7 separate regions of the Mus musculus genome follow, and all the other regions are linked to region 2. Evidence: chromatin contacts called from public HiChIP or PLAC-seq and promoter capture Hi-C data. All regions are on one chromosome and are shown on one strand. The core of a region is the stretch at or near the end of the contact, and the rest is flanking DNA. Distances in the headings are between cores, read along the strand shown. Region 1 overlaps Cep112 (centrosomal protein 112). Region 2 holds the start of Axin2 (axin 2). Region 3 overlaps Cep112 (centrosomal protein 112). Region 4 overlaps Cep112 (centrosomal protein 112). Region 5 overlaps Cep112 (centrosomal protein 112). Region 6 has its middle 14 kb from the start of Gm39441. Region 7 overlaps Cep112 (centrosomal protein 112).

The links. Promoter capture Hi-C pulls out the DNA fragments that hold promoters and counts their contacts. HiChIP or PLAC-seq counts read pairs in DNA pulled down with a chosen protein or histone mark.
Region 1: a contact with region 2 is called in an H3K4me3 HiChIP or PLAC-seq map of embryonic limb bud, with 5 times the contacts expected there. The contact joins the enhancer-like site here to the promoter of Axin2 in region 2. A contact is called at or near these places in 3 of 39 promoter capture datasets (cranial neural crest, hippocampal neurons and maxillary cranial neural crest), 2 of 484 Hi-C or Micro-C datasets (myocytes and uterus), 17 of 115 datasets of contacts at active chromatin or transcription factors (T-cell acute lymphoblastic leukemia, astrocytes, cardiomyocytes and 12 more) and 1 of 9 other capture datasets (adipose tissue).
Region 3: a promoter capture Hi-C map of second pharyngeal arch cranial neural crest shows a contact between it and region 2, with 3 times the contacts expected there. The contact joins the enhancer-like site here to the promoter of Axin2 in region 2. A contact is called at or near these places in 5 of 39 promoter capture datasets (cranial neural crest, frontonasal cranial neural crest, hippocampal neurons and 2 more), 1 of 484 Hi-C or Micro-C datasets (nephron progenitors) and 17 of 115 datasets of contacts at active chromatin or transcription factors (SST interneurons, astrocytes, craniofacial prominence and 12 more).
Region 4: an H3K4me3 HiChIP or PLAC-seq map of forebrain shows a contact between it and region 2, with 6 times the contacts expected there. The contact joins the enhancer-like site here to the promoter of Axin2 in region 2. A contact is called at or near these places in 5 of 39 promoter capture datasets (cranial neural crest, hippocampal neurons, liver and 2 more), 3 of 484 Hi-C or Micro-C datasets (cerebral cortex, forebrain and myocytes), 19 of 115 datasets of contacts at active chromatin or transcription factors (SST interneurons, T-cell acute lymphoblastic leukemia, craniofacial prominence and 14 more) and 1 of 9 other capture datasets (adipose tissue).
Region 5: an H3K27ac HiChIP or PLAC-seq map of epiblast stem cells shows a contact between it and region 2, with 6 times the contacts expected there. The contact joins the enhancer-like site here to the promoter of Axin2 in region 2. A contact is called at or near these places in 7 of 39 promoter capture datasets (the 3T3-L1 cell line, the SN4741 cell line, cancer-associated fibroblasts and 4 more), 1 of 484 Hi-C or Micro-C datasets (nephron progenitors), 20 of 115 datasets of contacts at active chromatin or transcription factors (T-cell acute lymphoblastic leukemia, bone marrow-derived macrophages, cardiomyocytes and 15 more) and 1 of 9 other capture datasets (embryonic stem cells).
Region 6: a contact with region 2 is called in an H3K4me3 HiChIP or PLAC-seq map of embryonic limb bud, with 3 times the contacts expected there. The contact joins the enhancer-like site here to the promoter of Axin2 in region 2. A contact is called at or near these places in 1 of 484 Hi-C or Micro-C datasets (CD4 T cells) and 5 of 115 datasets of contacts at active chromatin or transcription factors (astrocytes, embryonic limb bud, embryonic stem cells and 2 more).
Region 7: a contact with region 2 is called in an H3K4me3 HiChIP or PLAC-seq map of craniofacial prominence, with 5 times the contacts expected there. The contact joins the enhancer-like site here to the promoter of Axin2 in region 2. A contact is called at or near these places in 5 of 39 promoter capture datasets (cranial neural crest, frontonasal cranial neural crest, hippocampal neurons and 2 more), 13 of 115 datasets of contacts at active chromatin or transcription factors (T-cell acute lymphoblastic leukemia, craniofacial prominence, embryonic forebrain and 10 more) and 1 of 9 other capture datasets (adipose tissue).

Annotation. Positions count from the first base shown.
Region 1 is chr11:108,551,623-108,555,383 of GRCm38.p6, reverse strand. All of the region lies in intron 17 of Cep112 (centrosomal protein 112), which reads right to left. Among named protein-coding and RNA genes, the nearest start is that of Gm51924, 17 kb to the left of the region's middle. Within about 2 kb of position 1,978, at least 35 of the 459 cell types and tissues checked have an H3K27ac peak or open chromatin away from gene starts, as enhancers often do. A contact at or near this core is called in craniofacial prominence, embryonic limb bud and neural tube, where this site is marked.
Region 2 is chr11:108,918,315-108,922,375 of GRCm38.p6, reverse strand. It overlaps Axin2 (axin 2), which reads right to left and starts at 2,027. Exons shown (of 11, transcript NM_015732.4): 1 at 1,815-2,027.
Region 3 is chr11:108,585,112-108,588,771 of GRCm38.p6, reverse strand. The region is part of intron 18 of Cep112 (centrosomal protein 112); the gene reads right to left. Among named protein-coding and RNA genes, the nearest start is that of Gm51924, 17 kb to the right of the region's middle. Within about 2 kb of position 2,066, at least 14 of the 459 cell types and tissues checked have an H3K27ac peak or open chromatin away from gene starts, as enhancers often do. A contact at or near this core is called in neural tube and second pharyngeal arch cranial neural crest, where this site is marked.
Region 4 is chr11:108,602,925-108,606,979 of GRCm38.p6, reverse strand. It overlaps Cep112 (centrosomal protein 112), which reads right to left. Exons shown (of 27, transcript NM_001373899.1): 20 at 585-767. Among named protein-coding and RNA genes, the nearest start is that of Gm51924, 35 kb to the right of the region's middle. Within about 2 kb of position 1,394, at least 33 of the 459 cell types and tissues checked have an H3K27ac peak or open chromatin away from gene starts, as enhancers often do. A contact at or near this core is called in SST interneurons, differentiating embryonic stem cells, embryonic forebrain and 2 more, where this site is marked.
Region 5 is chr11:108,482,262-108,486,314 of GRCm38.p6, reverse strand. All of the region lies in intron 6 of Cep112 (centrosomal protein 112), which reads right to left. Among named protein-coding and RNA genes, the nearest start is that of Cep112, 59 kb to the right of the region's middle. Within about 2 kb of position 1,379, at least 11 of the 459 cell types and tissues checked have an H3K27ac peak or open chromatin away from gene starts, as enhancers often do. A contact at or near this core is called in epiblast stem cells, where this site is marked.
Region 6 is chr11:109,310,317-109,314,205 of GRCm38.p6, reverse strand. No RefSeq gene overlaps it. Among named protein-coding and RNA genes, the nearest start is that of Gm39441, 14 kb to the right of the region's middle. Within about 2 kb of position 1,880, at least 258 of the 459 cell types and tissues checked have an H3K27ac peak or open chromatin away from gene starts, as enhancers often do. A contact at or near this core is called in astrocytes, embryonic limb bud and memory CD8 T cells, where this site is marked.
Region 7 is chr11:108,523,952-108,527,854 of GRCm38.p6, reverse strand. All of the region lies in intron 16 of Cep112 (centrosomal protein 112), which reads right to left. Among named protein-coding and RNA genes, the nearest start is that of Gm51924, 44 kb to the left of the region's middle. Within about 2 kb of position 2,499, at least 1 of the 459 cell types and tissues checked has an H3K27ac peak or open chromatin away from gene starts, as enhancers often do.

The DNA of each region.
Region 1 (3,761 bases), core at 729-3,228, 370 kb after region 2:
ACTCCTGACCTTCTCCAAAACGAGTTCTGAATTTAACAGGGAAAAAAGGTGTTATATATTAACCTCTAATCTTTTCTAAATTAAAAATGTTACAAAATTTTAAGATTTTACACAAGTTTTAAGACTTTATAACTGCTGGTGAAACAAAACAAAATACTAACATGTTCTCAATTACATGGCAATAAGCTAATTTTATTTATAAATGATCTAACTTAGAACTTCCTAAAGAGTCTACAGAATTAAACTATCCCCATAGTAATTCATACTTTGATGTGATATGATACTTTCATAATCTGTGATAGTTTCAATAAGGAAGGAAAATAAAATTCACTTTCATTCTTTCCCTTTAAAAAGTAATGTATGTGGCAATTACAGTATATAGACCACAGGTAGTCTACCCCACACTCACAGTAGCTGAGTAACATGCCTGTATATTAGGAAGAGTCAAGGTCTCAGAAAAGACTCTCTTGACATGGCACATTAGGCTCCCCATCTACACCCGTGTGTCATAGACTTTCTGTTTCCCACTGCATTTGCCCAGTTCCCTTACATCAACACAACTGCTGAAAACTTCAGTTTGACTAGAGTCCATATTGGCTGTTGACTCACGAAACTTCATCATGATAACTGGGAAAGTTAGTCTTTCTTGCCAATATGACAAGATTTATAATCTCCTAGAAGAAACCACTGGGAGTTTCTCAGAGATGCTCAACAAAGAAGGGAAGACTCAACTTTAATCTGGCTGGGCATCCGGACTAAATAAAGGTGGAAAAGAGAGAAAGCAGAACGCCGGAATTCCCCTTTCACTGGCACTTGTTCTATCCAGATGCAGCAAGCAGCCTCCTGTTTGCGACAATCATAATAGACTACACCTTCAAACCATGAGCCAAAACAACTTGTCTCCCTTAAGTTCTTATCTATTTTATCACAAAAACAAAAATAATAGCTAACACAGTAACTTCTCAGGTTTTCAGCTTCTGAATTTGTTTGCTTTAGTCTACCAGTTTTTTAGATTTCAAATTTCCATAGTACCTGACTCGGTGGTTAACAAAAGAGACAAATGAGTCAAACCCGTGCAAAGTTGATAATCCTAGAAGTATATCAACAATATAAGGTCTTTGAATCTCAGGGGAAAACAAACTGGTCCCCTTTGGATCAGGAAACCAATCTAGGCCCAATAATCATAGCAGAAAAGGGAGGTGTGTGTGTATGCTGTAGGAGAGAATGGAGTGCACAGACTCACATGGGGGTTAATGGACACACATAAACAATTTGAGTCAAGTCATTTAGAAAGTACAAAAGGAAAACTATTTTGTCAAGGTTAGAGTGGTAACTCAAGCCTAGAATAGAATCCTAGTATTTGGAAGGAAAGGAAAGTAAGATCATTTGCAAGATGAGTCAACTGGGCTACCTAAGTTCTGAACCAGTTAAGGCTACATAGAGAAACCCTGCCTCGAACAACAACAACAGGCAAATTAAAAATAAATAAAAAAAAAAATTAAATAATTAAAAAAAAAAAACTTTGGTGACAGAGAAAGTAAAATTTAACTTTTTTTTTTCTGGATAGGAGATTTAGACTCAGAAGGCCCAGGTACGAAGCTCAGCTCAGGAACACATCATTTATGAGATGCTGGGCAAGTTGCTTCATTTCTGAAACTCCACCTCTCCTAGCAGATCACACACAGCCACACAGGAGTCTTTTGAAGACTTGGTATTAAAGTATTGTGTTTACTGTAAACACTAAATGAAGTAAGGCTTTACATTGTTAGTGGATTTCACTCCCCCAATCATGTTTACTTCACCACATTTCACTGGAAAAGTGGAATTGTAAGTGTAATAAAACTCAAGAAGCTAAATATATAAGCTGCTTTAAAATGAGTTTGCTGAATTCTAAAGAAAGCGTCTCACAGGGCTAAGAGGATCTCAGGTTACACTTTGAGCTCACTGTGTGAGACAGTGCTCCAAATGTCTGTCAGTTCAGTGAGAGGCTTCCTGACCATCACACTCCATGTGTCCTCAGGAGAAGAAATGGAGTGTTCTATGATGACATTTCTACAAAGAACCACTTAACAGAAAATACATTTTTCTCTGCTTGAAGCACGGCGGTCACATATTGCTCTCCTCTGCAGGCTTCACATTGTGTTTCGCAGAGGGAGGGTTAAGTCAGCATGCTCACTGGGGCTAAGGAATGTTTACAATAAACTGCAAGCTCTGACTGCTCTGGATCTAAACTGGTTTCAGATGCTCCAGCAGAGTGGAGAAGAGAGAACAGCTGGGCCCCCTTTACCACCACACTGGTATTCAAGAGAGCTATTTGTAAGAAGAAAATTATGCTCAGATTTTGGGAACTTACTAAATTATATGGATAGGTTTTCTCTAGCTATTACAAATGATTATATTAATACAAAATTGAATAACCATTATCCACCTATTAATGTATATTCTCATTATGACTTTTAATAATTTAGGTTTATCGCCAAACTTAAAATAGACTTAATTCTAGTTGCAAAAGAGCAAACTAATAGTCACAACAAATTAGTTAGAAATTATTAAAATAAAGCCTGTTTAATATGTAACAAATATACACAAGAGAGCCACAACTGCAAAATAAATGAGTACACTTATAGACATGATAAAGCCTTCATGAAGAACTGAAGCATTCTTCGCTTACCATGGTGAATCTCTTTAGGAATCATTTCAAACACTACTACCATTTAGAAGTGAACCATTAGTCATCATGGCGTGAGCTAAGGAACAATTAGCTCTCCAAGTAAAGAACTTGAAATGTTTCTAATTATAATCACATAGCACCCCTTTAAAAAGAAAAGGCAAAATCAAAGAATCAGACATCAAAAGGCCATTAGGTCTCAATACAGACCATTTCCAGACCTCGTTTACTCCACATAAAACCTCCTTTGGGGTGTTTTCATTTTTCACTAAGAACAGAGATATATGGTTTAAATTACTGAAGTTTCTTCAAAGTTCCTTGACATTTGTGTATTCTACAATTAAAATGAATAAATTTTATACCAGGTAATAAAAATTAGAGGATTAAAATTTAACAGTTACCGTAAATGAGCTAAATACCTAATAAAAAATGGAAAGAAAAAAAAAAAAAAAAAAAAAAAAAAAAAAAAATTTAACAGTTACCAATTGTAAAGAACCATCATTAACTTTCATGACACCCAACTTCAAGAGCTATGATTTAGGAAAAAATAAAGGAAATTCAATGAGAAAATAAAAGCGTATTTTTGAATGCTAGGCATACTTAACTTTTTTATCTATTGTTTATAATTATCTGACAAAAGTCTTCTTCCAGGCAGTCATGTCTGTTTGCTATACTCCTGACCTCTTGCTTGGACATTAGCATGTCATACAATTCATGTTCTTGAAATATTAATTCCTTTTGATGAGGCAGCTCTCTTCTCTGCTAACTCATTTCTAATCCCTCCTTCGATTTATCAGGAGGAACAACACTACTAAAATTAACATCAGATCAAAAGATAATTTATGAAAATTTGTTAGCAACAAAACTATTTTCTAGATTTCTATTTTATAATAGCTAACAACCAACATATATAAGAAGGTACCATCACTTGGAACATTTTCTCATAATTTCAGATGTGTTACATAATTTGACCTCTTTAATGTGAAACGAACTACAGATACTACAGATACAGATACAGATACAGATACAGATACAGATACAGATACAGATACAGATACAGATACAGATACAGATACAGATACAGATAAACTAC
Region 2 (4,061 bases), core at 778-3,277:
CCGCCCCCGGCTCCCCAGTCCACCTCCTAGAGCCACGAACCCAACAAAACCGGATCAGAAGGCTTCTCACGCTACTACTGCCTGTGCCAAGAATCCCAAACTACACTGATCCCAAGCCAGTCCTTTCTCCAAAAGAAAAGAAGTCTTATCTAACCAATAAACAAGCTTCTCTCCCTAGCCAGGGAAGGATCAAACTAAGGAGGGGCGGGCCGGGGTACAGGGAGGGACGCCAGGCCAGCTGCCCGAGACCCCGGGTCTGGGTCGATGCACCCCACCCCAGTCCCGGAGCTCAGGCCGCCAGGCTGGGCACAAACCCGAAGTGGTGGGGCCGGACAGTGCCGCGCACCCGGGCGCAGAGAAGGTGGCGAGGCGCCGTTACCTGGAAGATGAAGGCCGCCAGGCTCTCATCTCCTCTGAGCCCCTCCTGTCCCGTCCCTCCCCGGCCCAACTGCAAACGAAAGCCTCCAGAGTCCCGGTATGCCGTCCACCAGGAGCGAGGCCGGAGACCCCGGAGCCCGGATGGGGGTAACTCCCTGGTGTCAAGCCTCGCAGAGGTTCCCGCAGAAAAAGGCACGGAAAGCAACCGCCTAGTCCAGAAATGGCGACGCGCGGAGTCTCGGCCTCTCCGCAAAAGGGGCGGCAAGGAGGAACGGGGGGACGGGAGCGCCCTGGGCTCTGGCCGGTTCTACCCTCAGACTGAGCCTTCACCAGCGCTCCCGGCACCTAAGCGCGGACCCGCGGATGGGAGGGGGAGACTAGTGGGGAAAGAAGTGGGAGGGGGCGGTGGAAGGGCGGGGAGGGCAAGCGGGGGGCGCCGCCACCCTTTCATCCCACCTTCCAAAAGCACTCGCATGAACACGCACACCCCAACTCATCCACACCCACGGCGACTCGACCCCCGAGGGCGAGCTGCCCGTCTCCGCCTCCGTCCCCAACGCCACTTGGAGAAGTCTCCCTGACCGGCCCCCCGCCACCCCGGACCCCGCGCAGGGGAGGGGACTCCAGCTCACCGCGCGCAGGGCCGCCCGGCCAAACCCCCCGGAGCGCTGGGCGCCGAGCCCGCCGCTTCCCCTCCGCGCGGGCCCGGAGCGCGCCCCGAAATAGCCGGCCTGCCAACTTCAAAGCGCCGCCCCGCACATCAAAGCGCGCCGGCCGCCGGACCGCCGCGGCCTCGGCACTCACCATTGATCCGCTGGCGCACTCCTTGCGGAGACCTCGCAGGCGCCGCGGGCAGAGCCCCTGCCCGGGTCCCCCGCTGGACTCGCAGAGGCTGCCCCGGGGCCCCCCCGGGCCCGCCCGGGCGTGGGGAACATGAGGAGTCTCGCGGAGGCGGAGGAGGGGGTGCACGGAAAACAACGATCCCGAGGTCTGCGCCGGGTTTTTTTTGGGGGGGGGGATCGTGCGCCCCGCTGCCCCTTTTATGCAAAAGATCCGAGTGGGCCTCCGCCCCCACCGCGGCCGCCCCCGGCCCCCGCCCGGCCGGCTTTCAACCCAGGTCCTGTTTCCAGCAGTCACTAGGCGCACCAAATGTCCTCCGGGCGCTTCCAACAAAAACTGCGCTGTGGATTTAACTGTGCACTTCAAAGGCGCGAGCCGAGCGCACGGTCCTGGAAGGGAGGTATGCGAGCCGCACCCGGGCCAGCCCAGCGCGCTCCAGCGCCCCTTTTGGGGGGCCGTGCAATCCGCACCCCTCTACTACCCCGGCCTGCTCCCGGTCGCCCCCTCCCGCGGCCCCGCGCCCCGCTGCCAACCGCCCCCGGCCGCACGGAGCTTTCTTAGAAACGGCTGCGACGGGACCGAGCCTCCGACCCCACCTTTTACAGCAAAGCTCTCCTTTGGGGAGGCGGACGCCTCGGCCTCCGGGTGGCCCCGAAATCCATCGCGAACGGCTGCTTATTTTTATTTCCCGGTTCTTGGGCTGTTACTGAGTTGCCAGGACCTTATCAAAGCGCAGCCGGCTCCAGCCGACTCCCCCGGGCCGGGCTCGGGGAGCCAGTGATCCCGCCGCGCCAATCACAGAGGCGCTCGGCCGGCCCGCGCGCCGCCCGCCTTAAAGGGACAGCGCGCGCCCGCTCTGCCCCGCCCCGGCCCGGCCCCCGTGGCACACTCAGCTCCCGCGTTAACCCTTCCTTGGCCCTCGTCTGCCCCCCGCCGGCTGCTGGCGGCCCCGGGGTGTTCTCGGCCGGAGTTCTGATTGATTTCATGTTTCAAGTTCTCCAGCCTCTGCTCATGTCTCCTCCCCCTGCCTACCTAGCGCTCTCCAGCTCTAGAATGCCAGTTTCTCTCTGGCCATTGCAAGAACTGCAATAAAGCACCCGCCCCCCCCCCGCCCCCCTCCATCAAATCAAACACGTTCCTACCTTTTTTCAAATTTCCCTGGGAATTTGGAGAGCCTTCTGGTAGGAGCTAGATCCGCTGGCCAATTCTTAGGGCGTACTCTGACTCAGAAGGCATGATGTGTGTGTATGTGTGTGTGTGTGTGTGTGTGTGTGTGTGTGTGTGTGTGTGCACTTGTGCTCCAGTATCTATTTGCACTAATATAGAAATAGTTTGTGGACAGTTGTGTTTGGATGAAGATGGGCGGTTGTGAATTTGTCTCCACAGTGGAATCAAGGTGCGCACCTCAGTTCCCCAATATTGCAACCTTACACATCAGTCAGCACCTTCCTTGCACACTCATGGACCTCTTTCCCCAACAAATCCGTGCCCACCACACTCTCCCAAAGGGCTGCCACCATCCCATATGTTACTTATTAAACAGCCGTGGAATGCCTCCCACACATACGCGGTGTTAAAGTATTAAAAATTCACCCCACTGTCACCTTCGAATTCCTTTCCACATTCTCCCCAAAATATTTATAAGGCACGGGCCTTAAAAAAATATGCCATAAGTTCAGAACACTTATTCATTCATCTGTTGTTGTAGAGCATTTCCCCGTGGATGAGCTGATAAACTTGCGGGGGGGGGGGGGGGGGGGGAATGGAAGTGAGTAGGTAGCCTGATAGAGTTCTTACTTCACAAACGCTCAGTTCCGCCCCAACCCCTGCACCACATAAGCCAGAGTTGGTGACACATGGCTGCCACCCCAAGGTAGAGCCAATCAATAGAATGAGAATTCCAAGACCAACTTAGTAAAATGGAAGCCAGCCTGGGCTACCTAAGGCTCAATCTCTCAGAGACAAAGCAGTAACACAACAGCAGCAACAAAATATCAACAGCGGAGCCCAGGGCAAAGTAATCCAAAGAGAGGAAAGCCGAGAGAAGCAAGGGCCTGGCCTTCTGAAGGGAGGGCGAACATTCCGCTTTGGAGACTTTGAAACAGGTAAGAAACATGGCTGTCCAAAGAGGGAAAAGTGTCCCCCATGTTCTACTGGAGAAAGAACCCGGGCTGCAGCAAAGGGCCAGAGAGCTCACACACCTTAGGCCTCAAATTCCACAGCCTAGAAAGGAGGCCCGGTGGGTCTCATCCTCCTGCTCTTCCTCCATGGTCAATGTACCTGGGTTTCCTTGCAACCAGAGCTGACCTCTCTAAAGCCAGCAGTCCCGGCTGTGAAATGTGGTCCTTCCGGGGAAGACCAGAGGAAGCGTGTTCCCATAATGCATCTGTATCTTGAGACAACTACCAGGTGTGAGGATACTGGGTGGCTCTCCATTCTCTCTGCCTTCCAGCTCTGACATGGTATATGGAATCCTAGACCAAAGGCATACCCGCCCACCTCCTCCATCAACCCCAGCAAAACTGTTTCCTGAGGGTCCTTGGGCCACAGAGGTATTGTCACAGAAACAGAAGTGTAGAGAGAGGCATGAACTGCCATAGAAGCAAGTACAGTGCAAAAACCCAAGGGTGTACACATATGTACCCCACCCCACCCCTGATTCTTCTCTCTCTCTCTCTCTCTCTCTCTCTCTCTCTCTCTCTCTCTCTCTCTCTCTCTCTCTCGGGGAGGGGACATAGAATCATCAAACCATCCCAAATCAAAATAAACAAGGTTCAGAAAAGAGGAGGCTTTCAGAAAGGAATTGGAACCTGGGTCTTCATGGGTGGTTTCCTCCCTTGAGT
Region 3 (3,660 bases), core at 817-3,316, 330 kb after region 2:
TAAGCAAGTTCAGGAAGACAGAATGCATGTCCTCACCTATGTATAAAATCTGACAAAGTCAAGCTCATGGGACAGAAAGGACAGTGGTAGTTACCAGAGACCATGGGGAGGGGAAAGCATTAGGCCATGTTGTCCAGGACAAAGCTTCAGTGACAAAAGAGGACTGAGGTCTAGTGATCTGCACACTAGGAGGGACTGCAGGCCACAGCACAGACTCACAATCATCAAGCACTCCGCAGAGAAGGGAGGTGACAAGGATTATAACTCTCCTGCTGCAGCAAACTGCATGACAGAAAGATGTGAAATGACATGCCATAAACACATGACTGTGGCTTGTGAACTGAAGAAATAAGGAAATTGCCATATTTTGAGACTAAAAGCTTTCTTATGAGTGAGTGAAAGAATAAAGAAAGTAAAGGAACAAGGAAGGCGAGAGAGCAGACAGGCACAGACCTAATTTGATTACTAGCTTTCAGACAAACATTACATGACACAGATTCTTGCTTCTTATTACTTCAGTACAGATAGAATATTAAAAGTAAATAAATTTTAAAACTGAAAATATGTAAAGTTGTAAAATAAAAATTAGCACTTTATGTAAGCAATATTGTCTGTAATCAGAATAGAAAACAATTAGACACACAAAAAGACTTTTAAAAATACAAATGTTAAGAAATTCTTAGGCAAATAGATGAAACTAGAAAATATACTGAGTGAGGTAACCCAATCACAAAAGAATGCACATGGCACTCACTGATGAGTGGATAGTAGGCCAAAAGCTCAGAATACCCAAGATACAATTCAAAGACCACATGACGCTCAAGAAGGAAGACCAAAGTGTGGATGCTTCAGTCCTTCTAGAAGGGGGAACAAAATATTCACGGGAGAAAATGCAGAGACAAAGTGTGGAACAGAGACTGAAGAAAAGGCCATCTAGAGATTGTACCATCTGAGGATCCATCCCTTATACAGACACCAAACCCAGACACTATTGTGGATGTCAAGAAGTGTTCGCTGACAGGAGCCTGTTATAGCTATCTCCTGAGAGGCTCTGCCAGAGCCTGACAAATATAGAGGTGGATGCTCAAAGCCAACCATTGGACTGAGCATGGGGTCCCCAATGAAGGAGCTAGAGAAAGGGCTGAAGGAGCTGAAGGGGTTTGCAACCCCATAGGAAGAACAACTATATCAACCCACCAAACCACCAGAGCTCCCAAGGACTAAACCACAAACCAAAGAGCATACATGGAGGGATCCATGACTCTAGCTGCATATGTAGCAAAGGATGGCTTTGTTGGGCATCAATGGGAGGAGAGGCCCTTGGTCCTGTGAGGGCTCTATGCCCCAGTGTAGGGGAATGCCAGGGCAGGGACGCGGAAGTGGGTAGGTGGGTGGAGGAACACCCTCAAAGAAGGAGGGGAAAGGGGAATGGAACAGGGGGTTTCCACAAGGGGTGGGGACCGGGAAAGGGGATAACATCTGAAATGTAAATCAATAAAATATCCAATAAAAAAGAAAGAAAAACCAAAGTAAATGACAATGGCTAGTAAGTAAAAATGAAATATTTTTCACTTTAAATTAACACTGACCGAGAATGCCAAACCCCACTCCATTCCTCCTCTGCAATTTAAGCAGAATAGAAAACAAGCCGTAGAAAGCTTATCTAAAACTAGAGTTCTCAGTTGCCATAACTACAAAGGATTCTGCTTCCTCACACATCATCATTCCAAATTCCATTCACTTCAAACAAAACCAAAGGGAAACAAGAGCTCCTTTATTGTGTATCTCTGGCTTCAAGAAAAACCAAGGATGCAGTCTGGCAGCCCACCCAGGAGCAGGAGCAGGACTGCATGCATGCATGCCTTTCTGCACGCGGAAGCAAGAACTAGAAGTGGCGAAGGCCGCTGGGATCTTCCTGACAGGGTCCTCAGACTTATTCCTTGCCAAAGGAAGGGATACTTTAGAGAAAACCCAGGTGCCCAGGGCTTCAGCAGTGTACTCTGGAACTTAATTGTTTCCCAATGTAAGAAAGGTCAAGAGTAACCATCTACAGGAGGTCAAAGCTGTCAGGGTCACAGCTGCTGCGTTTCAACATTGCCCTGGCAGTTGCAAAATGATCTCTTTAGTTCTGGACATCTGGGAAGGGGAGGGCAGAAGGTGAAGGAAAGGAGAGAAGGAAAGGGGCATGACTTAGCTCAGAGTCCTCTTTTAAGCCAGAGTATGATGATCTATCCTTATTGTCAACGTTATAGGCTTGGAATCACCTAAAAGACATACTTCTGTGCATGTCTGTAATGATACTATACAGGGACTGACTGAGGAGACCCACCCTCAGTGTGGGTAAAATCATCTCCCAGGCTGGGGTCCCAGATTAAATAAACAGGAAGAAAGGGAGAACCCAAGCTGAGCACCAGCATTTCTGTTCCTCTGTACTCTGAGGACACAATATGGTCAGGTGACTTAGCTGCCTGCTGCCACACCTTCCCCACAGTGATGGACTGTGCCTCAAACTGTAAGCCAAAACAAACCCTTTCCCCTCTTGAACTTCTGGAAGCCTAAATTCCTGTCAGTAGCAACTTAATTGCCCTATTTGCATCTTATTTCTTTGAAGTGCATTAAATATTAACCACTTTCTATGACAGAAGTGTCTTTAAATGCATGACTACTGATTCCCTAAATGAGAACTGGTTCTAGGAAAAAGGAAGAATGGACAATGTATGATCACATAGCATTTTCCATCAACTACAGTTATAAAAAGTAACTGGTCTTTCTCCAGTAAAGTGCTGTGCACCATTACTTCATCAGTAATATGACATGCACAATCTAGGTTGTACAATTACAAAGTTATATAATTTAGGATAGAAATGTGCTTTATCATACTTACCAAATATTTAGAAAGGTGCTAGGAAATTGTCTTTTAACTCTTTTAAGATACATATACATAGCTAGATACACAAACATTGAAACACACAGACCCGGTCAACAGATAGGTGCAAATGCCAGCAAGTATGGCTTGGAAGAAGGCTCAGTGCTTGACATGCTTGCCCCACAAGTAGGAAGAGCAGAGTTTGTATCTTTAGAACCTCAATAATGTTGGGTGGAGGTAGTAGCCATGACTAAAGCCTCAGAATAAGTCAGAAGGTCCCCAGAGGATGCTGGTTAGCACAACTAACCATAACAGCAAGCTGCAATTTGATTGACAGAGCCTGCCTCAACCAATAAGGTGGCAGAGTCATTAAGGGTGACCTCTGATATCAACCTCAAACCTCTGCACCCATACACAGGCATTTCCACATATATGCACAAACTGTATGCATATCCATGCACACCACAAACCTACACAGGTAAAAAAGAAAAAAGTAGCAGAAAGCTAAATAAATAATTGTTTATATGCCTGGCTAAATAGAGATTAAAAACCTAAGTCCTAGACAAATCTGCTTTATTCTCCTGTAGGATTTAATCTATACAAGCCACATACAATTTATATAATTGATAATCCTGAATGGGAGATTCTAATCTAGCATGTATTTCCATATATACTTTAACATTTTGTTTAACATTTATTCAAGTCCCCCAGTAAAAATCACTTGATTGATGTGTGAAAGAGCTAGCTGTAAGGTTTCCATCACACATGGAATCCCTTAGTACTCATACAAATGG
Region 4 (4,055 bases), core at 145-2,644, 310 kb after region 2:
GGCTTGTGTGTGTGTGTGTGTGTGTGTGTGTGTGTGTGTGTGTGTGTGTGTGTGTGTGTGCAGGAAAAAGCAACAGACCTGATGAGAAAGAGCACTTCTCTGGAGTCATTTTTATCAATTATCATCCAAGTAAGGTAATCAAACATAGAGTCTCATGGAGAAAAACAACAATAGGCAGGAGAAGCAAATATGAAAGCAGCTACTTGATTGCCTTCAGAGATTAAAACAAAAAGCCAGGGGTGAGGCTAATATATTTCTTAGGGATTTTCTAAGGCTGAGGGGAGGGGTAAGGGGCATACCTTTAAAAAAAATCATGAAAGGAACTGAGACAAGATTATAAAAAAAGGGACCAAGTTATAGCGCGCCATGGGATTTTTAATCTGGCTACCTGTGGTTTCTGTAGTTAAAGCCTTATTCATCCTCCAAACAGGGGGTGGGGCGGGGGGAGAAAACAAAAAAAATCACATTTATATGTCAGTTTTGCAAATGATCAAACAGCGTGCATCAAGAAGAATAAGAAAACATGAAACGCTGATGACTTTTTAAGATAGACACCCGTTTTAGCAAATATTATTGATAATTACCTGAGCATCTCGTTTCTTGGACTCTTGAATTTGATTTTCGTGCTCCATATTGGCAGCGCGAAGCTGTTTCTCCAGGTTTTCAATTTCCCGATCATGGTCTCGGACTAGGCTATCCTTCTCTGCGCTGTGCTGCTGTAATAGGTGCGTCTTCTCCTGTTCATGCTCCAGCTTCAGCTCTACTATCTGATTGGACAATGAGGAGGACAGTTCATCAACAGAACATCCTTGTCGTCATGACAACTCATGTACAGCTTAATTTTCCTCTAATTTGTCCAAGTTGAAAATTTTATTTTTGCGTCATTATTACCTCACCCTTAAAATACATTCATTTGATGGGGAGCATTTTATCTAAAACCCCTAATATTCAATATGCTTGGCATATTCAGGAAATCCTTTGCAATCTGTTGACACTAATGTCTGAACACTGAAAAAATTGATGTTGAATACTAGGTATTTCCTCCCCAAGAACTAGGCATTACTGATCAGCAATGGCTGTAAACGGTTACTAGTCAGTATGCCTTGCTTTCTGCTGGAATATAAACATGTAAAAAGCAACAATTAAGTCGATCAGTTCCCTTTATTATTTCCCCATAAAAGATCTGAGCTAAATACGCATCTGGATTATTGTATATACAGTTGTCTTTTAAAAATAAAATGATAAATTTCAAAGCTCTATTATCTCGTTGTCAGCTCGGCACACCAACATAAACAGATGTTATGTCTTCCAGAAGGGCACCTGCTGTGCCGCAAGCCTGCGCCATGATTTCATAAAAAGCATTCTATTCTCAGGATCCTTTCCCAGTCCACTCCACACTGGAGACTGTGACCTTGGCCAGTCTTAGCCTCTCCCTGCTAGACTGAATGGCAGCCTGAGACCAAGGGCCTGGTTGCCGCAGCTTTGATACTAATCCTCCCAGACTGTGCACAATGGCACCCTACCTGGCCTGCAAACTATAGCCAGCCAGGCTGTCTTTGAAGCAGGTGATGAATAGGGGACTGCAGGAAGCCAGCTTCCCCAGTGAACTCCAGGCCACACAGCTGCTAAGAACAGTCACTTGGATTTTTCTTCAGTTTTGGTGGATTTCAGGGTGTGTGTGTGGGGGTGCTGTTATTTAGAATATGTTGTGTTATTTTCAGCGTGAGAATTCATCTTCAAAAAAGCTAACAGTAGGAGTCTGCTCCAAATCGATCTTGTTTCCTGCAATGAATCACCAGACTACCTTATCTTAAAGCTATAGCAGTCATTTCTCCAGGAATGCACACAACACTAAATCTCAGAAGTAATTTTTCTATGAATTTTAAAGTTTTAATTCCCTAATTGCAAATAAGAATAAAAAAACAAATTAAGTTTGCTTTTAGATTAGAACATATGTTTTAAAATATTTTTATTGTGACTTTAGAGTTGGGAAACCAATAATAAATTTATAATTGTTCATAAATGTGTTATATTATTTAAAATAAATGTATGCTAATTCTTGAACCTACACACTTATGATTATGTTACAATACTACATAAATAATATAGAAAATATGTTTTGCATCAAATTTACTTAAAATTTGGATGTTTGTCCATATATTATTTCAATGTATTAGTAAAGAGATAAATAGTACACATTTATAGTATATTCTAAGTATACCAAGTAGTAAAGGAAAAAGGTTTTTATTATCTAAAATAAATGCATATGTTTTATTCTGTGATTTATACAAGTATAATATTAATCCCAAAAGAAAAGGGAAACTAAAGTGAGCATTATTAGAGCAGATTTTCAGCAGCTAACTGTATTAATTATTGAACTAGAAAATCTTTAGTTCTTGGATGCATTATTATTTCTACTCAGTGTTATAGTATCAATTATCACTATAATAAAATTTAAAATGTTAATCAAAATTCTCTAAACATATTTTACAATGAAGAGAAGTAGAGGGAGGCATAGAACATTCTACTGAGGTCTTTGAAAATTTGGAAAAATAGGTACGACTCAAAATTGATAGGAAGCAAAATAAGTAACCAAATAACCTGAAACTACAACGGAAGAATTATAGAATACTTCCCTTGAAAGGACATATGGCAAGAAATAGGGATGAGGCCCTAGTAATGAGTGATGCCCAACTGCTTACCCTTCCTTGATCTTACAGGTTTCATACATACATACAATGCATTGTGGTTCTGTTCACCCCACTACTCAGGTGTGCTCCAATCCCTCCTTCTGAGCCCTGTCTTCTTCTCACCTAGTCCCCGCGCCTGCATTAGAGAAATGACATCACTTCCTTCAGCAACCATTTGCAGTCAATTAGCTTCCATGAGTACCTCCTCAATTCACAATGGAAAGTTGGAGGGCCTGTATATGTGTGTGTGTGTGTGTGTGTGTGTGTGTGCGTGCGCGCACATGTACATGTTTGCAATGACTAGATGTGAGCCCTGTTCCATGAGCAAGACTATACATACCTTATACTACAAATCAAGCCAGAAGCCTATAGTTGTTGAGGGCATGAGCCCAAGGAAGCAACACACCACTATTGAACATGCAGTCAGACAGCCATCTAAATATTTATACCCAAAGACTGATGCAGCTTTTAGCCTGAAGTAGAGAGGATCGGATTTTTTGTTTGTTTTTTGTTTTCTTGTAGAGGGTGGCAATTAAATCAGATATTTATAAGCCATCAGAGCTCTAAGAATAATAACTAAAGAACATTCAGTCTTGAATACGACAGTGGTGTCATCCCTACATTCTGACCCCAAAGGCCTGGGGCGGAAGAGAGGCTGAAAAGAAGTCAGGAGGCCGAGGATGAAGATGACTTCCATGGAACACTACCATCCCAGGATGACATTGCTGAGCTCTTCTACAATCTAGTGATAGTTTGTTCCCACATTACCTCAGCATCTTTCTAACCCCAGGAACCAAAGGGTTCTGATAGCCTAGCCAATTATTCTGTATTGGTCAAATGTGTTTCATCATTTTAAAAAACAAATAAGAAAAGAGTTACTGGAATTTCAATTGTAAAAGTGGATGTTAATGAATTGTTAGTTTAATATTTTTCCAGTAAGTCTTCTTAAGGAATAAATATCTAGGTTAGCGAATCCTGATAAATGCAAGAGCTGAGGACTCTCTGCTCACTTACAGACTATGCAGCTTACTTCTGAATGTTCTAAGCCTCTTCTGGATTCAGCCTAGGTTTCTTCACTGTCAGATTATCCTGTCTTCTCCAGATAAATGGCAGAGTCCACAGGGGGAAAAAAACCGAAATATTCTGAAGATGATATTCACAATCACGAAGTGCATCACTGGGGTGGTACTGTGTTAGAAATCAAAGCTTTGCTAGACCCTGGTCCTTCCATATCAACTGAATAGTAAAGAGTGGTCCTTTGACTTTTTAGAATGGTCCTTTACTCAGGAGCACAGCTCTCAGGGAAGCATTAAGCACCATCCTTCTTGTTTTGGACTAATGGATACTTTGTGTGGAGCAATAAAG
Region 5 (4,053 bases), core at 130-2,629, 440 kb after region 2:
CAATTCAGTCACTACATCCTAGATATGCTAGAGACATGGCACTTTGACTGTAACTAACAGCATCAATGAGGATAGAGCATCCTTTCCGAGTCTCCTAGCCTGTCTTTCAGCTTCACCATCCCCAGCTTTATCTACATTCCAGGGGCACTGAACAACCTCTGACCTTGTAAAGCACTCGCTAGCTGCCAGGAGATGCAATCTTCAAGACTAGCTGGCTCAGAGTGAGGCTCCCCAGGAAAATTAACTCTTGCCAGGCCAGTGCCACCTGATGCTCATCTCTTTGTATGACCTAAACTGCATTTTCTCAACAACAAAAAAAGTGAATCCTAAAACAAAGACTGTGATTGCCAAGTTCCCCAGTCTCTTTCTCAAACCCACTCCAGTGTCCAGTGATATTCTCAAAGCAGGGGAGAGAGGAGATGCATTCGGTCCCACCTTTTCCCAGCTCTATCGTATCCTGGGTTCACATAAACGGCCCCGACATACCTAACCTTAATTGTTGAGCAGTGTGTTTCTACACATACCTTTGGACAGATGGAGTACAAGGATAACGTCTCCTCAGCTTTGGATCTCTGTTTCCTAGCACATATTTAATGCCTTTCGATGAAGTATTGCTTGAATTGCTTAATGGGAACTTCTTTAAAATTTCTATACCAATCATTTGATTTATAAATAAAATAAGAATTAAAAATCATTGCTAGAAAGTCTAATTTCTTCATGTCATGTGCTCACAATTTACTACACTAATAATCACAAAGTGAACAAGAACAGTACGACTCTGGCCAAAGAAAGGGTTTTTACCCTGCAATACTCAATTAAGTGACAAACTTTCACATACAACTTATTAAATCTTCAAAAATCCTAGCTTATTTCCAAAAAGCTAAATTTTATATAATTGCGAAGCTATCTAAATTCAATTTGACATAAGAGGGAAAGATAAATAATCAATTAAAGAAACAGAGGTAATTGACTTAAAAACAAATGTTAAGATAGCAAAGAGTCTAGTATAACAGCAGACGAGATCTGAGGAATACATGCATTTTAGTCACTAGAACAGGAAAATGTACACAATGATTCTGTGCACGATGATTTTCTTCACCTAGAGACTAGATCCTGTGAAGAAGCACTGGTAACCAGTCTGAATTTAAATCTGTCTCCTCATCCTCCACATAGACCAACAATGGAAGAAAAGAAAAGCGCCTATCACCAGTGCCTACATCACAATGAAGAGAAAGAGAATAGTAATTCCAAGATCTACATGAAAACAGACAAATAAGGACCCCAAACCTCAACAGAATTAGCTAGTAAGTACAGAGTCTCCGTGACGCTGGGCTTGCAGTGTGGAAGCCTGCCTTCAGTGCTCAGGACAGGAAGCTTTCCTGGCCGACAGGTGAGTCACAGCAGTGTACTTCCTGTCACAGGGGCAGAGCGACTAAAGCACTGTGCAGAGAAGGAGGTGCCTACTTCAGGGGCACAGCTCTTCAGAACAGGCAGCAAACTTATAGGAAGCAACAGAGGACTCAATACCTACTGTCTGAAAGTCCATTTGTGAAAACAAAGTTGGCATTCTTTATCTGGGGAACACAGAAAGCGAGTCCTTCAAAGGCATACACAAACCAACACAAACACCCAACTCTAACTCATGAAGCAAAATTAAGTACAAGGGGAAACAGGAAAAGAAAAAAACAATTCTCAAAGACGCTCAAGCTCTAATTAAGTTTAGATTTAAAACCAAAAGCCAAGGAAACCATCTGTGACTTATTTTTGCCCAACTCTACATTTACAAGCAGGACACAAAATATTGGTTTACTTAATTACAACGCAGCATTTCAACTCTACAGAAGTAAGTCTTATTCCAACCCTTCATCTTTAAAACTATTAAGTAAAGAAGTTAAAGCCTTCTGTTATTATGAATTATTTTTTCAAACTAGAGAATAAAGAAAAATGTCTATTCTAATTCATAAGAGCAACAAGCAACAGTAAAAACTGGTAACAATGTCTGTTCTTCTTCATTTGTAATACACTGAGTTTGGGAAATAGTCAAAGGAAAGCATGCTCTTGAGTCTATTTAGGGAAAATAAGCAATCTATTTTCTGATTTTGTAACAACAGCCAGATGTGCTTTGAAGTTGACGATTCCCACTTTGTAATTCGCAGGCAGCATGGACTTGGATGGAGCAATCTGTAAACAGTCTTAAAGCCGACTTCTTTCATGCTCTTGCAGAAAACCTCTTGTTCTCTCAAAATGCATCAAGAATGAATGCCACAAAAAGGATGTCTAGCGTGGAAGCTACCCCAGACTCATGTGCAAATGCTGATGTGGATGAGAGCACACAGAAGGCACAGCCCCAAGTACGAGATTCCAGCAGCGTGTGAACACTGGACATCTGCACAGTTGTTCAAAGCAAACTGAATAGCAAGAATAAAATATATGATAATTTAACTAGCCAGTAATACAGATATCTGAATGTTCTCTAGTAAAAACTGGCTTTTAATGTTTTATTTTGTTTAGCATTTTAGCAGGCACACTGAATTACAAATTGCTTTTGTTGGCTTATATCTTCTTATTATTCAGGTTTTAGCCAAATTGTCCTAAGTTAGTATCTTCTGGTAGACTAATAGTTAGAGTTTTGTTTCCAGAAAGGTTAATAAGCACTTTATCAGATACATGAACTTTAGAAGGAAATACATTATTAAACAATATATTGCCAATAATGCCACTAAAATATTTTTAATTAGAATATAGGAAACTCTACAGGAACGAGGGGAGCGCCTGGGGATTCAGCTTTCAACATCAAATCAACTATGCTTCAGGATTATATCTTATTAATATTTTAGAACTCAACGTTTGGGGCCAAAGATGGTTCGGTGGGTAAAGTAACCTACTGCCAAATTTGACAGCCTGAATTCAGCCTGGGGCCCACATGGCAGGAAAACCAACTCCCACAAGTTGTCCTCCACATACTCCATGTGAAGATTCATTTACTAGCTTACCGAAAATATTTCAACAATCATTTAACAGGCTTAAATAACATACATACACAAACACGCCATCCACTGGCACAAAAAAAAGGAAAAAAAATCAAATGAACAGAACACAAGCAGACACTGTTGTCTGCTTCCTGTGAGACAAATTACACCTCAGCACAACAAGAAAAGCATGTTCCATCAATGGGTTCCAATGGGCTCAGAGCTCGCTTTTGGTCTTGTTTTAACCTGGTTGGGCTTAACTTAAATTAACCAAAAGTTCTATACCCATACTTCTCACTTTCAGAAATAGTCATCTCCTTTTTAAGACAAAACATCAACTATAATAATTTCTCCAACCTCAAAACTAGTTTTCTTTTGGTGTTTTAAACTTTATAGACTTGTGTGTGTGTGTGTGTGTGTGTGTGTGTGTGTGTGTAAATCTGGAGGACACCTCTGAGAATTGGTTCTCTCCTTCCATGATGAGGGTTCTGACAATCAAACTCAGGGCTTGAGGCCTGACAAGTGCCTTTACCCACAGTCACCTTAACTGCCCTTGTTTTGTGTTGTTTTGTTTTGATTAAGGTAGAATTACTCTATACCTTAGACTAGCATCAAACTCATGGCAATCTTCCTGCCTTAGCTTCACAAATGCTGGGATTACATGTTGGCCTGGCTATTGCTTGACTTCTTTCAAAAGATAACTCAAAGTGGAAAAAAAAAATTTTAAAGAAAAAGTCTACATGCATAGACAAAAATTTGTTTTTCTGGAAGACTTCCAGGCCTGGGGGCATGATAAGTTAAAAAACAAAAAGTCCATGTATAGGTCAGGAACATGGAAGATTTACTTTTTTTCTACAAATAATAAAAAGGCAAAAGCATACTTCGTGGCTGACTACTCACCGGCTTCAGAAAATATTTAACTAAGTTTTGTGAATTAAGACTTACTCCATAGTTCTTGGGAGTTTGAGTAAATCCATTCAATGGCACTGTCTTAGTTTGCTTTCTATTGCTATGATAAACACCATTACCAAAAGCAACTTCGGGAGGCGTTTACTTACTCTTACAGTGGCAGTCCATCATGAAG
Region 6 (3,889 bases), core at 631-3,130, 390 kb before region 2:
TATTCTGATTCTCTCATTTTTTTCTCTCATATTCTCCCCCCACCCCCGTCTCTCTCTCTTCCAAACAGGATATTCTTGTGTAGCCCTAGGGAACTTTGAACTCACTCTGTAGACCAGGCTGACCTTAAACTCATAGAGATCCACCTGCTTCTGCCTCTTGAATGCTGGGATAAAAGGTGTGTGCCACTATTTCTGGAGCATTTGTTTTCTTGTATCCTTGAAAAAAGTGGGGTTTATTCTAGAATTTTCTTCAGTACAATTCTGTGTTGATTCATTTACAAGCCCAGCATTTCCATCTGGTCGGGCTCACATCCCTCCCTCCCTCCCCCAATGATTATTTCCATTCTTTCCACAAACAATTAAATATTTCTTAATAACACTGGATATTTATTGTCTGATGTATATAGGAGGAAGGACCTAGAGGAAGAGGAGCAAAGATACTTTGTTAATTTCCTTTTTCTTTTGTAGATGTGTATGTATGTATGTATGTATGTGCACCATGCACATGCAGTGCCAAGAAGCCCTGTTTAGAGCTGCAGATCCCCTGAAACTGTTGTTGCAGCTGTTTGTGAGCCCTTCTATCATGTGCAAGAGCAGTAAGTGCTCTTAATCGCTGGGCCATCTCTCCAGCCCCTCATTTCCTTTTCTAAATATTTTATGGCTTGTGGTACTTTCTTTTACATGTTTATAAAACTTGGAGCCACCTTTACGGGAACCTAGCCTTATGATTTCCAAAAAAAGTAGATGTGAAATGCCTTTTGGGAGGTGAGAATGAATGCCTTCTGCACAGGACAGTGCCCGGGTGACTTATTTCTGTATTCCAACATCTTCCAAGATGTGTTCCTGGAAAAACAAAACAAAACAAACCAAACCATGGAGCCATAATAATAAGGTCTTGCTCAAAGGTTTGTGATGAAAAATCTTGGGGATCAGCAGACTAAACAAAGTTGAGCAAGTTCTAATTACTTCAGGTCTTCCAGGAGTCTTCATATTGTTACTATGTGGAGACTCCAGTTTAAACTTCAGGACTGCTGGTTCATCTCTTGTTCCCTTCTCAGGACCACACTGCAGCAAAGCCTCTTTACATAAAGCATTCCAAGGTGTCTTCATAAACCCTCGGAAGGTCTATCAGTGTACAAAGAAACATGTAGCCCCGTACGGTCTCACTTGCTGGGGTATGATAATAGATCGTCTTATTTCAAATAGAAGACACTCAGGTTCACAAAGGTTAGGTACCTGTGGTGAGCGGCTGCTTGTTGGGGGACTAGGAACAAGGGAAATATTCTAGCTGAATAACCCAACGTGATGGGGGTTGCATTTTTTTTTTCTTGGCAAGACCTTGGATATGACACCTTCACCAGCTCCCTAAGCTAGCCTTGGATTTGGCATCCCCCTATAGCTCCAGGGCATTGTGACATATCTCAGGTGTGCATAATTCTTCCAGGACCTGATCTCGTCCTCATTAACCCAAGTTGTCTCTCTCATTTCCAGTCACAACTAGAGTATATTGTTACTTGATATTTATTTATGGACAAGCTAGTCTTTGTCTCAGATGCACACACACACTCCCCAAGCCCCATTCTTTTAAATTTGAGTGTCACTATGATTTTTTATAACCCATCTGGTAGTGAGCGGTTACAGACAGGAAAGAGGGCTACAGCTTGGGGTACCGGAGGAAAGGCACTCCCGAGAGAAAGGGAATCTGGTGTGGCGCTCCCTTGCCACACTCCAATCCTGCACCCATCTGGAGCAAATTCCGCAGAAAAGGCGAGCCCCGCAGCCCCCGGCAAGAGAGCCTAGCAAAGCCTTAGGACACTATGAAGAATAGAGTAAACGCAGGGCACCAGCGCCTGTAGGGCGAGGCCGGAAGTGAGCTGAGGGCGGAAATCCTCTGCAGGAGCCTAAGCGTCCTCTCTAGGAGTGTGGAGGTCTTTGCATCTCCTTGGTCCAGTGGAGGGAGCGGGGAGCCCGCCAAGTTTTTGGGAGACTCCTTACCTTTGGTGCTGACAGAGCCACCTAGTGAGGATGGGAGACCACTGACATTACTGCTTAAAACAAAACAAAACAACACACAATAAAACAACGAAGACACCGGAGCACAGTAGGGCACCACCTAAATCTTCAACAGTTCCCTATCCCCTACTCCCCCAGCATAGAACACATATTTTTCCAAAATCTTTTTATTTTAAATTATGTATTTATTTATGTGCACACGTGTCTTAGTCAGGGTTTCTATTCCTGCACAAACATCATGACCAAGAAGCAAGTTGGGGAGGAAGGGGTTTATTCGGCTTACATTTCCATACTGCTGTTGATCACCAAAGGATGCAGGACTGGAACTCAAGCAGGTCAGAAAGCAGGAGCTGATGCAAAGGCCATGGAGGGATGTTCTTTACTGGCTTGCTTCATCTGGCTTGCTCAGCCTGCTCTCTTATAGAACCAAGACTACCAGCCCAGAGATGGCACCACCCACAAGGGGCCTTTCCCCCTTGATCACTAATTGAGAAAATGCCTTACAGCTGGATCTCATGGAGGCATTTCCTCAACTGAAGCTCCTTTCTCTGTGATAACTCCAGCTGTGTCAAGTTGACACAAAACTAGCCAATACAACACATATTTTAATTTTAATATTTAATTATATATTTGTGTATGTACACATGTGTTTTTAAATCACATTTTAGTGTGTGTGTGTGCTGATGCCCTGGAGGCCTGAAGAGGTTGTCAGATCTCCTGGAGCTGGAGTTATTCGTGGTTGTGGGCCACCTGATGTGGGTGCTGGGATGGAACTCAAGTCTTCTGTAAGAGCAGTCTGTACTCTTAGCAGCTGAGTCAACTCTTCAGCGTGTGTGTGTGTGTGTGTGTGTGTGTGTGTGTGTGTGTGTATACATACTCATATACATATATTCTGAGACAGTGTATTTTTCATGCAACACACAGGAAAACTGATGATGATGATGTATTAGAATGGTTTCATCTGTGAAGCCTCACATTGAATGTAGGCTGGTGCTATACTTGAGCTGTTTTTTTTTCTCTTCATACCCTGGGCACGAGCACACACAGCGGTCCCTCTACTTCCTTCTCTAATTCCAGTTGGCTCATCTGTTGAGTCATGGTTTCAGGTGAGCCAGCTTTTATGCACTATTGTATCTGTATTTTCTGCTCTATAAAATAGTGAAATTTGAGTGAGTTTATAACTGCTGAGTCTGGTGGAGGGAAGAGCTGTCCAGGTGTAGTAATGTGTGGCATTTGATGCAAGAAAGAGTGTGGTGAAATTAGTTCATTTGGGGTAATGGATTGCCAATGTGTGCAAACCCACTGAAGAGCTGCTTGGCATTTTAGAGCAAAGCCATTTACTGCGTTCACTGCTCTTACTCATGGCATCCCACCTGTCTAAGCAAACAATACTGGAGAAGGGAAAAGCTACATTTCTGAAGTAATTTAAAAAGCATATATACACACAGGCACACACACACACACACACACACACACACACACACTGTGTGTGTGTGTGTGTGTGTGTGTGTGTGTGCCTGTGTGTATGACTATTTCTTCTGTGTGTACGTCTATGCACCATGTGTGGGTTTGGTGCCGGTAAGGCAGAGGAGCTTGTCAGATCCCATGGAACTGGAATTATGCACGGTTATGACCCACCGTGTGATGCTGGGGATTGAACTAGATTCTCTGGAAGAGCAGCCAGTGTCCTTTAATCATTGAGTAGCCTCTCCAGCCCTCTGAAGTAATGGTTACAATGGACAAGTGTTGATTTTGATTGCTTAACTTTCAGTTTGTTTTTTCCTGATTTTTAACACAAAAGACCCCCCCCCCTCCTCTTGTTAGAAGTCAGCTACCTACCAATGTATGTGGAGTTGAGCACATGCCCCAGGTCTGC
Region 7 (3,903 bases), core at 1,250-3,749, 390 kb after region 2:
GAGCTGTCAGAAGGATATTCCCTCAGGGGGGTAGAAGACATCAAATCTTCAAGGCTTGAGATCACAGCAGGTTTAATAAAGAAAGAAGAACAGATGTCAATTTTCAAGGGGAGATTATGGAATTAATTGTGAAACAAAAAGTGACACACTGAGGAACCTTTTCTTTTAACATAAACAATCTCAGTAACATATGCAAGATGAGCAAATACATATTTTTCTTCTATAGACTGTTGTTTTAAACAAGTCATGTTTACACTGAAAACAGCAAAGTGTATTCTGGTTATTTATTTAAAAATGAGGCCAATTGACAGCTCATGGAAGATGAATAACTGCTGTTGCAATGCCTAATAAAGAGGTTTTAGATCTCCTTTCAGAGGTGGACTACAACAGGAATGGCCAGTAGGTTACTGATAAAAATGAAATTTTAACAGGCACGTAGACATTGCCTTTCTAAAAAGAATGCATTGACCCCCACTTGAACTCACAAGGTAACTGAAGGCAAGATGAAAGCCTGGCCTCCCATCTCCAGTTTTGCATCTGTCTCCTTTACTTCAGGGGGTCACTCATTTACTTCTGCAGTAGTCATGGTTCACCACTCAAGAAAAATCTACCTAGGCGCCAGTGCTCCCTAACTTACTTCCCTCCCTTTCAAGCTGAAAAGCACAAAAAGAAGAACTGAGGGATCTTACTGTCTCCTTTTCACTGTCCTTGCTCTAGACCCCACAGTAGAGCTAAATAGTCTCCAGTCATTGTTCTGAACCTTGGACTCCAAGGAGAGCAGAGCCTAGCAGGACCAAGCACTTTCAAAGAGGGGAGTTATCCACTCTAGTGTGGAGTTATCCTCTCTACTGTGGAGTTATCCTCTCTACTGTGGAGTTATCCTCTCTAGTGTGGAGTTATCCTCTCTAGTGTGGAGTTATCCTCTCTACTGTGGAGTTATCCTCTCTACTGTGGAGTTATCCTCTCTAGTGTGGAGTTATCCTCTCTACTGTGGAGTTATCCTCTCTACTGTGGAGTTATCCTCTCTACTGTGGAGTTATCCTCTCTAGTGTGGAGTTATCCTCTCTAGTGTGGAGTTATCCTCTCTAGTGTGGAGTTATCCTCTCTAGTGTGGAGTTATCCTCTCTACTGTGGAGTTATCCTCTCTAGTGTGGAGTTATCCTCTCTAGTGTGGAGTTATCCTCTCTAGTGTGGAGTTATCCTCTCTACTGTGGAGTTATCCTCTCTACTGTGGAGTTATCCTCTCTAGTGTGGAGTTATCCTCTCTAGTGTGGAGTTATCCTCTCTAGTGTGGAGTTATCCTCTCTAGTGTGGAGTTATCCTCTCTAGTGTGGAGTTATCCTCTCTAGTGTGGAGTTATCCTCTCTAGTGTGGAGTTATCCTCTCTACTGTGGAGTTATCCTCTCTACTGTGGAGTTATCCTCTCTAGTGTGGAGTTATCCTCTCTACTGTGGAGTTATCCTCTCTACTGTGGAGTTATCCTCTCTACTGTGGAGTTATCCTCTCTAGTGTGGAGTTATCCTCTCTAGTGTGGAGTTATCCTCTCTAGTGTGGAGTTATCCTCTCTAGTGTGGAGTTATCCTCTCTACTGTGGAGTTATCCTCTCTAGTGTGGAGTTATCCTCTCTAGTGTGGAGTTATCCTCTCTAGTGTGGAGTTATCCTCTCTACTGTGGAGTTATCCTCTCTACTGTGGAGTTATCCTCTCTAGTGTGGAGTTATCCTCTCTAGTGTGGAGTTATCCTCTCTAGTGTGGAGTTATCCTCTCTAGTGTGGAGTTATCCTCTCTAGTGTGGAGTTATCCTCTCTAGTGTGGAGTTATCCTCTCTAGTGTGGAGTTATCCTCTCTACTGTGGAGTTATCCTCTCTACTGTGGAGTTATCCTCTCTAGTGTGGAGTTATCCTCTCTAGTGTGGAGTTATCCTCTCTAGTGTGGAGTTATCCTCTCTAGTGTGGAGTTATCCTCTCTAGTGTGGAGTTATCCTCTCTAGTGTGGAGTTATCCTCTCTAGTGTGGAGTTATCCTCTCTAGTGTGGAGTTATCCACTCTAGTGTGGAGTTATCCTCTCTAGTGTGGAGTTATCCTCTCTAGTGTGGAGTTATCCTCTCTAGTGTGGAGTTATCCTCTCTAGTGTGGAGTTATCCACTCTAGTGTGGAGTTATCCTCTCTAGTGTGGAGTTATCCTCTCTAGTGTGGAGTTATCCACTCTAGTGTGGAGTTATCCTCTCTAGTGAAGCCATAACCTGGAGCAGAACAGGCATTTCCAGGAATCAGCTTGTCCCCTCAACAATCAAAACTGCTTAGATTGCAGTGCAGACCTAGAACTGAGATACTCATCAAGCAGACCACAGCTTGACCAAAACTGCTTCATCTATGCAGGGCACTTGCCCTCCACCCTAATCCTTTCTCCATTTAAACCTAAAGCTCACATCCATTCACAGAAGATAGGACTTCTGGTCACTGAGCCACATTTTCTGCTCCATGGATTGAATCCCCTTTCTCTGCTTTTCACTACTCCTTGGCTCGGTAGTGTGTTGGAAGGTAGCAAAGCCTAACTTCCATGGCTGCTGCAAAGTGGGCTTCTGCCCTAAGCTCCAGTTACAAAGCAAATTCTCATGTTTCCTTCCTTTTGTCTATTCCACAGGGAGAAAGGCTGACAGCAGAACCTTAGATTATTTGGTGGCTAAAATACAGTAAAGAATTCAGTAAAAGCAAAGGCTATCTGGGTCTCTCTCTACAGGACAGTTCTCAGTGTGTCTTGCTCTAGACAACGGCCTATCCTGTTCCTTAGGCCAGCACATGAGAGAACTGGCACACATCACAGCAGCAGAACAAGAGGCCAGAAAGAAGTCCATAATGGAAGAGGAGCCAGAGGGCTACCCAGGGAACAACGATGAATAGTAAACCCAGGCTAACCCAGTACCTTCCTTACACAATGGAGAGGGCTTACGGCTTCCAGTAATCAATCAGTCAGTCTCTCTCTCTCTCTCTCTCTCTCTCTCTCTCCCTCTCTCTCTCTCTCTCTCTCTCTCTCTCCCTCCCTCCCCTCTCTCTCTCTCTCTCACACACACACACACAAGCAAAATATTTAGGAAACTGCATTTCTCAGCAATAGAGAATGAAAAGCTGCACTTATAGACATTTCATATTCCTGTTTAGATACTGTTTTATAGATATAAATATACTAAACACGTTATAATGAATTATAATAAAACTGCAGGAGTAAGAAAATAATTACAAGCTGGGCAGTAGTGGTGCATGCCTTTAATCCCAGCACTTGGGAGGCAGAAGCAGGTGGAATTTCTGAGTTTGAGTCTAGCCTGGTCTACAGAGTGAGTTCCAGGACAGCCAGGGCTACACAGAGAAACCCTATCTCAAAAAATCCAGAAAAATAATAATAATTACAATTATAAAAAGCACACAAACAGATCAATATACATCAGAGGAAATCCTTTTTTTTTTTTTTGTAAGTCACAACACACTCTTTATCCTGTACATCTCTTGGAAAGCAGAGACTAACAGCTCCTAGCCTCACCCTATCACCTAACATGATGCACTGTCCCAGTAGACACATTTAAAGAATATCAATTAAGCAACTAGAGGGACAAAAATGATGGCTTGCAATGTGACTTGAGAATGCTACAATACACGCCAGGGTTAGCTTTAACTTACATAGATATTAATGAAAGGGTAAACCTCATTTTCTATTATATTTTACAAGTGGATTCATTTGGCAAGTATTAAAAATAAGTAGTAACAAAAATATCAATAAAAGTCGGGCGGTGGTGGCGCATGCCTTTAATCCCAGCACTTGGGAGGCAGAGACAGGTGGATTTCTGAGTTCGAAGCCAGCCTGGTCTACAGAGTGAGTTCCAGGACATCCAGGACTATACAGAGAAACCCTG